Regions from separate parts of the Oryzias latipes genome. Here region 1 is linked to region 2. The links are chromatin contacts, called in public Hi-C maps. All regions are on one chromosome and are shown on one strand. Each heading gives the region's core, a stretch centred on a gene start, on an enhancer-like site or on the middle of the called end of the contact. The rest is flanking DNA. Distances are from core to core; before and after follow the strand shown. Region 1 overlaps LOC101160196 (ephrin-B2). Region 2 holds the start of LOC101160196 (ephrin-B2).

Region 1 (5,666 bases), core at 2,787-5,286, 39 kb before region 2:
CGCCGGAAAGCCCCCCGGGAACGTCGGTGGGTGGGAAACGACGATGGCTTTAATGGCTCCCATATGCTGAGAGCAGGAGAAGGAGGGATGAGGAAAAGGGAGGAAAAACGGAGGAAACGTTGATGAGGCGTGCAGCAGGAGGAGCAGGAGGTGGCAGTCAGCAGGAAGGGAGCCTGTTTGAATAGTTAGTTGGCATCATGGGACTCTGAAGGTAACCGTGTCCTTGTCATGGCTTGACACACACGCATGTGCGTGCACGCACGCACGCACATCCGGAGGCGCCCGCTGTCCGGAGGCGGTCCAGAAGGCTGCGGCGTCCGTGTCACATCCAGTACATATCACACGCCGGATAACCGCGGCGAGGCGGGATGGAGGCCCGCTGGATGCCTTGGCATTTGAAAAGAGCAACTTCACACACACACACACACAAAGACACACTGTGTGTCTCCCCCATAAAAACACAAAAAAGCTCATCCTTCATCTCCCGGTGCCCCTGCTGCGTTCAATACACTCTGTAAAACACAATGCCGCAGACGGGCGTATCACGGCAGGCTGAAACTTGTCGCAGCGGAAAAAAAAAGGCAAACCGAAGACAAACCGACTAAATAAGCGCGGAAAAAGACTCCTCTTCCTCTTTGAAGGCACCGAAGTGCGCTGCCATATTCAGGTCAACAGAAACTTTCCTCCACGCTTCCTCGCCTGTCTCTCATTTGCATCCCCCCGTTGACTTTTTTTTTCTGTTTCTTCACCTTCATGTCTCCTGCATCTCCTGCTCTTCTTTTGATTCGATTCTTCTTTTGACTCCTGCAAGTGTTTCTTATAAGCGACTTCTAGAAACTTCTCTGCTCTCTCCACTTTTTTTTCCCCCCCTCTTGTTTTTCTTCCCACTTCTCTTTTCCACAGGCCTGCTCTCTGGTTTGAAACTCCTCCAGGGTATTTGTTTTCTGTCGAACGCTAGAATGTGCAGGAATCGCACATTAAAGACAAATGTTTATCATCCCGTCATGATGATGTTTTTGCTAGCTTTGGAGTCGATCTCTGAGGCTTAAGTTGGTTTGAAATGTGTTTGTTTACCAGCTTTAAGTCAAGCGTCATCAGACCACTGCAGCTGACCAATCAGGGCACACTTTGTCTTCAAGGAAAAACTCTTTTTTTCTACAATGAAAACTGTGCTGTGAGCACTTTTAAATAAAGGTTTTTACAAATTCATTGTTGGTAGCATGATAAAAGTTACATTTAAAGGTATTTACATACTTTTGTCGATAAGATTTTATCTGTAGAGGTAATTTTTTTTGTTGCATGTAATTATTTGCTTATTTCAGTGATGACATCATTTGGGTGGGCGGAGCCTGATCAAACTGCTGGAGCTGAGTTACACAATTTAAGATTTTTTAGACCATTATTCTCTTAAATCCTGCTAAAGATCTGACTAATTTAAATTGGGATGTTAAATACTTAGAATCAAATAAAATATACTAAACTCTATTGATAATGATAATAATTTACAGTATTTTTACAGTTTTGATAGCAAGCGAGCTCTTAACCCTTTACAATTGTAAGGGAAAAAAACACGCTCTTTGAACTGACGTAACTCTTCAACCATTTATGGGATTTCATTAAATTTGCACATTACTGTCGTTAATCAGCGCTTTTCTCAGCGTTATTTGTGTAAAAGGTCAAATTCTTTTCAAAGAGTGTCGACACTGGAGCTAAAGGGGTTCAGTATTTGCTAACTGACTGTAAATGAGAACTGGACTGAGTGACCCCTCCCACTTAATTATTCAAGTTATGAACTGGCCAATCAGATGCCTCAATAAAAGTAGGTGGTGCCAGCTGGTTCGTAACGTTTGTTTGATTGACAGATTTCATGTACCGTAATTTCCGGACTACAAGCCGCTACTTTTTTCCTGCGCTTACAGCCTTGTGGCTAATTCAGTGACGCGGCTAATTTATGGATTTAATTAGCGGCCGCCATGTACGTACTTTCGAACTCAGTGAATAGTTTGAATTCTCCATCTAACACCAAGCACGAGGCATTTTTATTCAACACACCTCTTAGCAGCCAAACAGCATGGACTTGACTTCAGGTCTTAGACACTTCAGTCATGGTTCAACAAAACGAAACACGCATGCCCGGCCGCATCCCAGAATCCTTTGGGGCCATGAGACCCAACGTGCACGTGATCGCCGCTACATTATGATGAAGCTTTCAAGTTAAAAGCAATCGTCTAAGGAAACCGTAAAAGCGGAATTTTGCTTTGAAAAACTCACAGCCTCCGTGTGAGCTGGAGACATCTTCTCCTGCTGATTGAGCTGCGGGGCCGATGGCAGTCTGATGGCTCCCACACGTAACAACGCATCCGCCCCTCATACACAAAACGTACAGTATTAAGTCCGATTGCTTTGCACAGAAACGATTTGCTCCATCCACCGGCGCAACGGGGAAGAAGTGCCCCTCCCTGAAGCCGCCCTGGCCAGAGGTGTCGGAGTAGATAGGAAGGGGAGACAAGGAGCGCGCGGGGCGGGAGCGGAGCGCAGAGGCGTCCGCGGAGTGCAGAGGCTTCTGAATTCTGACGCACGCGCCGCACTGAGGCGCGCGTATCACGCTGAGGCGCGCGCTTTTCAGTCGCCGCTGCTTTATTTTACCGTTGTGTTTTCTAACCAGTCCTGTTACTCCCATAACGCTGCTGCGACACAAGCGGAAGGAGAGCTTTTCCCGTTCACCCCTCCATGCACTGCTGCTACTTGCTAATTCTTAAACACGTACAACAGAATGGCGAGCCGGGCGTTGGCCCCGCCTTTAGCCCCTAAGACTCATGGGAAATGTGGAATCGCGGATGTAAATTTCCTCATTATAACTGAGGGATGTAATGTTGATTATATGGTTACTGTTTGTAATTTTATGTTAGATACCTAGATTGTCAATAAGTAAAAAAAAAATGAAATAAAAACACCATAACTGAGGGACTTGTGAACAGAATATAGGTCCATGCTGTTTGACAGATGTCGATACACTCAAATACGTGACCCAGAGGCAAAGCTGGCACCACCCACAATGTGCTAATGAACTGCACTCACTCTGGGATGCTGGGCGTGATCTGTCAGGATGACAATATCGGCTAACACATGCGCGGCTTGTACTCTGACGCGGCTTGTGTATGTATAAAAGCAGTCAAACACGTGAATATGGGTGGGTGCGGCTTGTAATCGGGTGCGCTCTGTAGTCCGGAATTTACGGTAGTTCGATTTTAAGCCGCAGTGGTGTGGCCTTCCAACAAGCTCACTCCTGATTGGCGAGAGTGGTTGCCGTAGAAACACTGCCTCAAACCGACAAATCCCGCCTATTGACGATGTCTGGCTCCGACGCGGCGGCGTCTAAATGGCGAAAATTAAGGAAGGAAGTTATTTTATGGGTGACATCACACGCACTCTGTCCAGTTCTCGTGTACAGTCAATGGAACTAACGTACAGATTGTGGGCGGAGCTATGCCTGACCAATCAGAATTTTTCTGGAGTCAAATTACTGGACATGATTTGTCTCAACACACCTACAGCTTTGTTGTACATTTTTGAGCTTCAGGGCATTTTTGGAATCAAAAACCATCGTGCTTAAATGTTGCAATAATTACTTGTCTTGAATTTATTTGTATTCATTCATTTTTTTGATAAAAAAAACCCTCATGGCCTTAGGCAATAGTTTTTCACCCCCTCCCTCACAGCATCCCTAATCTTTTTCCATTCTCTAAACCACCTCTTATTCCTGCCTCCCCCCTCCCCCAAACGTCCTCCCTGTTTTCAGCATGTACTCTGGGTAATTTACAGCAGTCTGGATTGGTCCCATTACGGTTGGTGTGGTGGAGGTGTTAGCTGACGGAGACCCGCGCACTCTGACAGCTCCGCGTGTCCGCGTGTGTGCGTGCCGACACGCAAACGTATACACCTTCACGTGCGCAGAAACTGGAGGTCGCCCTGGGGGCCCCGCGGCCTGCAGACTCCCTGTAACCCCCGCCCGGCTCCTCAGCATCGGCCGTGATAGCCTGCGACAGCGCCTGCATGAGTGCGCCGGGGCGAGCACGCACGGAGGCAGCTGCTATGTGCATCGAGTGTGAGAAAGGTCCTCCACTCGTTCACTCCAAACACCTCGCTAATTGAATTAGGCCGCGGCGGGACGCACAGACATGACGGTTGTGCCGCATGCAAACCTCTACTCTTCATCCCTCTGGGAGGGAGGGGGCGAGGTGAGATGCTGACCTGCCGTGCCGTGGGTCACCTTCATTTCTAAAGTGTGTGTTTGGGGGCGTCCACATGGATTCATGCATGGAGGCTGTGCACGACCCCCCCCCCCCCCCCCCCACACACACACACCTTCTCATGTGTGACCTGATAGGCCTACCCATGTATGTGTGTGTTCGTTTTTCCTCTGCAGGGGCCACAGGGTGCAGAGAGTCTGAAACGTTAGCTAAAGGCGACTTAGCTTAAGCTCCACCGGGCCACGGTGTCAGGAGTGCAATGTAACCAATAGGGGCCCCCGGGGCCACCAAGTATGTGGGCCCCCAGAGACTTTTTTTCTTCTTTTAAATCAAGCAAGCAAAAGAAAATGAACGTAGGTTATTACTCGCTTTTAACCACATATTTGTACGTCTGGAATAATTAACCAAAAGCTTAACCTTAAGACTTTTGAGGGCACTAAAGGGTGGGGGGGGGGGGCCTTACACCAAGCATGTTCGGTCTAAACCACACTATATTCTTTTTTTTAGGCAGGTGTGAAAACTCAACAAACCAGCAAACGTTTGTCCACGAAAAAATATATAAAACAGCCTGTGTTTACTTGCAAGTGAACCCTGGTATGTTAGGGGTACAGTGTGATTGCAGATCAACAGTAAACTAGCAATAAAAGTGGCGCAAATGCAGTTATTTTGAAATGACGGTGTGAAATCACTCGTATACTTCATTGGCAAAACTTGAATATTTTTCGCCATAATCTTTGCTAGCTGACACAGTTTGAAATTACCGGGTCTCTGGGACCACGGGGCCAACTTTTTTTTGTTTTCGTTTTTTTTAATCAAAAGTGTTCCTTATGTGGGAATTCTGAAACCCATTTCCTGTGGTACATGACGCTCAAAAATGTGTCCAGTTGTTTAAGTTTGACTTTGGTAAACTATGAAGCCGCACCGCTTCATAGATTGTGGGAGCATTATGGGTACTGCAGTCAGTAAGTTTTACTACTGAACAATGTTGAGAGTTGATGTCAATGACTTATCTGTTGTGTTGCTCTCTGTGAAGGCTGATTATCGTGGAGAAAAACATGAAGAAGCAGTTCACAAGTAAAAATGTCGCATTGACCCCCATCTGACAAATCCCCCCTTCTCTTGGCACCTCTGGGCATTCTGGGTAGTGTAACCATACAACATTATTTAACGGTTTTGTTTCGCTAAATGGATCTAACCCTAATCGAAAAAATGTGTTTCTATTCCGTTACTTCTAATTAGCTAATCCAATGTGTTGTATAACGGCACTGAGCTGCTTTTCTCCACGTCAGAATCAGTTGGCGTTACATTAATTGTATAAACGGTTGAAGAGTTGCGGTAGCTTGACGACTATTTGTTATTTGGCGTCACCAATGATATCTCCAGTATTAAAGGGTTAACCCTTGCATTGACGTGTTC
Region 2 (5,387 bases), core at 1,976-4,475:
GATATAAAACATTTTAGCTATGTGACCGGAACTACTTTTTTAGGCGTACAGTATTGTGGTACATCACTTTTTAATGCACACCCATCAGCCAATCAGAATCGAGAATTCTCCCGGACCATGGTACAAGTTACAATAAAGTCACATAAGGTTTAACACATCGGCAAAAAAATTAAATCAGTGTAAATTATTTTGATTGCGTGTTTACGAAGTCAACATAATCTAGCTGATTCCGACACGGACAAAAAGCGGATTTTCATGGATATGCAACACCATGTGTTAGTACAGTAGCTCAACGTAAAAGTAACATAAAGTTTCGAATACTGGCAAAGAAAAAAAGTGTATTTCTCTACGCCAGATAATTGCGTAACCGTAACTCAACGAATGTAATTCCAACATATTCTGACAGCGAGAAAGACAGCTCTGTTCCGACACGCAAAACTTTTGTTAGTAAAGTAACGAAACGTAAAAGAAAAAGGCTTTCCTCTGCGTCAAAATCCTTTGGAATTGTGCTGAATGCACAACTACTCGAACTCTGTAAAGTGTTTACGCAATCAACGTAAACTAGCCGATTCTGACGAGGAAAAAAGCAGTTTTTCACCAATATGTAACACTTTGGGTTAGTAAAGTTAAGTAACGTAATGTAAGTAAAGTATTACATATTACATGAAAAAAGTGCTGTTCACAACAGAATGCACTGGAATCACGTTGGTTGTGTGAAGATTTACAGCAGTTTAAAGAGCAATTGTGATTTTGTTGTCGTTAGCGATATCTCCAGTGTTAAAGAGGAAATTGTATCATCCTTTATATTGTATATTAGAACGCACTTTGACCTTACGTCAATTAAAAAAACACATTTTTAGCATTTCTGCACACTTGCTCCGCTCGGTTTTGTTTCCTTAATCAGTTCTGCATTCACACTGTAGCAAACCACATCACAATTCACTTGCAAGTTGGCCCGAACCCCTTTGTTTCCCGGCAGATCACTGGTTTGAGTTCAGGTGAAATTTCACACCTGTGAGTGCGGAGTAAACCAAACAGAGTGAGGAGCTCCGCTGTCCGTGGCTGCCAGAGGCAGCAACATGTCAAAGTACCACAAGGCCCGCTCGGATGGAGGAAAGTGCTGTCACAGGGAGCAGAGGGATGGGGAGCAGTTTCCTCGGCTCATGCCCGCCACCTCCAGCAGAGGAGAGGAGGACAGAGCGGGAATGATAATGAGCTGGGTCCTGAGTGGACACTCTGGGTGTTGGAGAGGCCCAGGCCTTTAATCAAGGTCATTGAAGGCATCAAAAGGCTGTCTTTTTATAGCATCTCTGCGCCCTGGAAGCGTTTGCAGCTGGATTATCAGCAGGAGTGGGGGGGGGGGGGGGGTCGGGTCAGAACACGGAGTAGATTGCTGAGATGGTCTTTCATCTTTTCTTTTGGGGGGGGGGGGGGGGTCTGCAACTGGAAGGGGACTTGATGCCCTTGTCTAACTTTGTGCACGTCACGTTGCATTACTTGCTGGTTGCATGCTCAACAGTTGCCTGCATCCCTCCCCCCTTCCCCCCTGTCATGCTGTAAAGTTAAACGCAGCTCCTCCTGGGCGCGTGCTTACCTCTCGTTCCGGGAATTCCAGTAGATCGGCTCCATGTTGCTGGCCGTCGACCCCAGTAAATCCAGTAGGAAAACCAGCGCGATCCACAATCCATTCCCGCTCCCGCGAAACGCCATCGCCGCCGCGGCGCCCAGCACGCGCAGCCCCATCCGGGAGAGAGCTCGCTGGTGTTTCTCTGCGCTTCAGCCGCGGAGGGGGGGGGGGGACGCTTCCACACAAAGCCGATCGGCCGCAGAGGAGTCAAAGTGTGCGCAGAGATTCTGCTGCGCGCAACCACATGGATCCACAAGGTGGACGGAGGGGGAAAAGGACACTTTTTCTACTTCAACCGTCTGGATCTCCAAAAGGTGCTATTTCAATCCCATGACATTCCCATCCACCAGCCTCCCTGGAATACTCCACAAGATTCTCCCCCCAAAAAGAAGAGAAAAGAAAAGAAAAGCTACTTCTGATTCCACTCGGTGCGCCCTGATTGTCTTCTCCCGAACAGTGTTCCCTTGTTGTTCTGCTGGACTCGGAGGGATTTCTCTCCCATTACCTTGTAGGAGGTCTTCCTTCACGCATCTCCAGGTTCCCGAAAAATAAAATAAAAAACACAAGAAGGAATAAAAAATGTTCGTTTTTGGTTCGAAGGATCCAGTTGTGTCGGCAAGTTTAGAAGGAGACGGCTGCCACTCGTGTCCACAGCTCCATCCTTCGTGGAGAGATGCTGCTCTTCAGTCCGTGCGCACGAGAATCCAGCTGTAAATCCGCAGATCTTTCACGAGAGTTTAGAAGATTAAAAAAAAAAGAAAAATCCAATCTGGGGATAAATCCGAGAATTTGAGGAGGAAAAAACAAAACACACACACATGAAATGTCAAGAAGTGATGAAAATAGAAAACAATCTAGAAAAAAAGAAAGTAATGATGCGCGCTGAGAGTCCGGGATGCGTCGCTTGAGGTGCGTGGTCGGAGGAACGCGCTCCCGTGCGCGGTCTCATCCGTCTGTCCTGCTCGAAATCCCACCGTTCTGACTCGCCTTAACGCTCGCGGCGCATTGACAGACCGACTGGCTTGTTTGAAGGGAGGAGGAGGGGAAAGGGGACGTGGATAAATGGGAGAAAAAAATCCCCATCCTCCGACTGGCAGGCAGAGCGCACTGACGGAGCGCGGCGCGCCTCCCAGGCTTGCGCGCACACACACACACACACACACAAAGGGGGGGGGGGTATCGCGTCCCGTTCAGCACCTCCTGTCTTCTTCTTAAGAGTCTCCCGGAGACCCACCACCACCCACCCCCGTACACCTCTCGGACTCGGACCTGTGGACTCCCTTGTTTTGTGCGTCTGCGGCGCGCCAACAGAAGAGCAAGAGCGCCCTCACCGACTCAGGAGCGGCGCGCATGACAACAAATCACTGAGAAATGTCAGAAATGTATTATGCAAATGTCAGTGATCCTATAGGATTGTGGGTAAACGCAGCGTCAAAGACCTGCAGGTGACCCCACCCCACAACACTTCAGAATTGACGCTCCAGCAAAAAACTTTTCCCGCAACTTCATGAAGGAACAAAGGGCGCATGTGCAGTCCAGACAACACGAACCCCTTCAGACCTCCAGGCTGAAGCTCAGCGGCGAGGATCTCTGCTGATGAACCAACTCCTTTCCCTCCGAGGACTCCTGTCTCACCACTAACGCCAGACTGGGACTGAGAGAATGCAGACAGGTACATGGAGGGGAGTCAAAGCTGGAGCTGCACTGCCCCCTCGTGGCAGAAAGGGCGCATGCGTCTCAGACACTTGGCCCTCCAGGAGCAGAAACATCAATCTGAGGAGGCAAACTCCTGACTTTATGGCTGCATTTACACTGCAGGTCTTGATGCCCATATCCGATTTTCTGACTATATCTGATTTTTCTGACGACCCGCTTACATCATCTTATAAAAGTGACCGATATCCGATTTTTGCATTTATACTATACAATGCTGAATATCAAACGTAGATGTTGTGACCTGGAAAAGGAAGTAAAACAACACTCGTTTTACTTCCTTTTCCGGGTCTGAACGTCTCCAATGGATACCGACAATAATACAATGGATTGAAAAATTATACAGTGTTTTGCTTTCCACACTATTTTGAAAAGTCAGCAAAAAAATCAGCTAAACATTGGTCTCGTACGGCGGAGAAAAAGAGGAGAACCCTTGTTGCAGCCTGGGCGAATTTAGTGATGATCGCTGCAACATCGGTTCAAAGGAAGGTTTGGATGCAGCAAAGGACTCAAGACTGGTGACTGTTGACATGTGATCTCAGTTGGTGGTGTCCGGCAATGAGAAAGCCACTGTTGAAGAAGACACACCTTAGAGCTCGACGGGAGACTCCACGATCAAGTGGAAGAAGATTCTTTGGTCTAATGAGACCAAAATTGAGCTTTTTGGCCATCAGACAAGACAACATGTTTGGCGGAAACCAAACACTGCACATCATCAAAAATACACCATCCCCTCTGTGAAGCATGGTGGTGGCAGCATCATGGTGTGGGGATGTTTCTCAGCAGCAGGCTTGTAAAGATGGAGGGCAGAACGAATGCTGCAAAACACACAGAAATCTTGGAGGACAATCCTTTTCGGTCTGCAAAACAACTACGGCTTGTGAGAAGATTTATTTTCCAGTGAGACAACGATCCAAAGAAAACTGCAAAAGCTACATATGAATAGTTTCAAAAGAACCAGATAAATGTTCTGGATGATGTCAAAAATTCACTTTCACCAGGTACTAGGCATGTGCTGATTTTGTTAGGCTTTTGCATTTGAGGCGTGGGCGAAGTTTCTGCACAAACAAGAAGGAAGGAGGAATTGCAAAAACCTGATTGCTGCAGAAAACAATCTTTTTTTCTTCCAGCAGTATTCCTCAGCTCTTTTAAATCACTAAGTTCTTCTTTTTGTCTTAGATTCATCGACTTCCCCACAGCGGAACCCCAGAGTCACCTCTGCCATGTTTGATTCCCATCAGCTCCGAGCTGCAGCAGCAGCAGACGAGAGGCGGCAGGAACTTCTCATATTTGTCATTGGAAGCTCGCCGCCGCCGCCTCCTGCTGCTGCCGCACAGCCGGGGGAAATAAGAGAGAAGCAGAGGACGGGCGGGGAAGTCGACGCGCCATCAGAGCTGCGCATGAAAGAAGGGAGTCGTGCTCAAGGGCACTGCGGCAGAGCAGACGAGCTGTGCCTGCTGGCGATGGAGCTGAGACGGAGTCGGCTCACATGCCTAACATCTCTGCTCTGATGACCTCTAGTGACCTCTGCAGGACAGAGGTGGAGCTGGCAGGAATCGCCTGCTGGTGGCTCCTCCACCTGCTGCTCCATCATGGCCCGCAACGGCGCTCGTTTATTTGGGCTGACCTCATTTACCGCGTCGACCTTTAACTCCTCCTCACAACCACGTCCCCCCCCACCCACCCACCCTCGGCGGCTCCAACAGAACCTAAACAATCACAGTAAGTGCAGGGCTAATGTGAGCCTCTGCAGGGATTACACGCACACCTCTGCAGTCTGAAGGGGGGGGAAATTCAAACGCATGCATGGTGGTGCAGATCCGTGGGTGGGGGTGGGGGGGGCTGCACGCCATCATCCCTCAGCATCTGGCGACCCTGGGGGATCCGCGTTATTGACTGTTACGACGTCCCCGGAGCTGAAGGTGCAGATTCCTTCGCTTTATCTGACCTCCTGACTGAAACCAGGTGCATTCTGGGACGGCTAAGATTTACTCAGCCTTTGATGTTTTTCATTTTTTACTTAACCTCTTTGAAACTGTCTTTCCCT

The links. Hi-C and Micro-C count contacts between places; a contact is called where the count stands out from the background.
Region 1: a Hi-C map of embryo shows a contact between it and region 2, with 1.9 times the contacts expected there. The contact joins the enhancer-like site here to the promoter of LOC101160196 in region 2. A contact is called at or near these places in 3 of 5 Hi-C or Micro-C datasets (embryo and gastrula embryo).

The regions. Positions count from the first base shown.
Region 1 is chr18:6,334,986-6,340,651 of ASM223467v1, reverse strand. The region is part of intron 1 of LOC101160196 (ephrin-B2); the gene reads right to left. Among protein-coding and RNA genes, the nearest start is that of LOC101160196, 40 kb to the right of the region's middle. Within about 2 kb of position 4,036, at least 3 of the 8 cell types and tissues checked have an H3K27ac peak or open chromatin away from gene starts, as enhancers often do. A contact at or near this core is called in embryo, where this site is marked.
Region 2 is chr18:6,295,834-6,301,220 of ASM223467v1, reverse strand. LOC101160196 (ephrin-B2) reads right to left here and starts at 3,225. Exons shown (of 4, transcript XM_023949033.1): 1 at 1,595-3,225. The coding sequence starts at 1,743.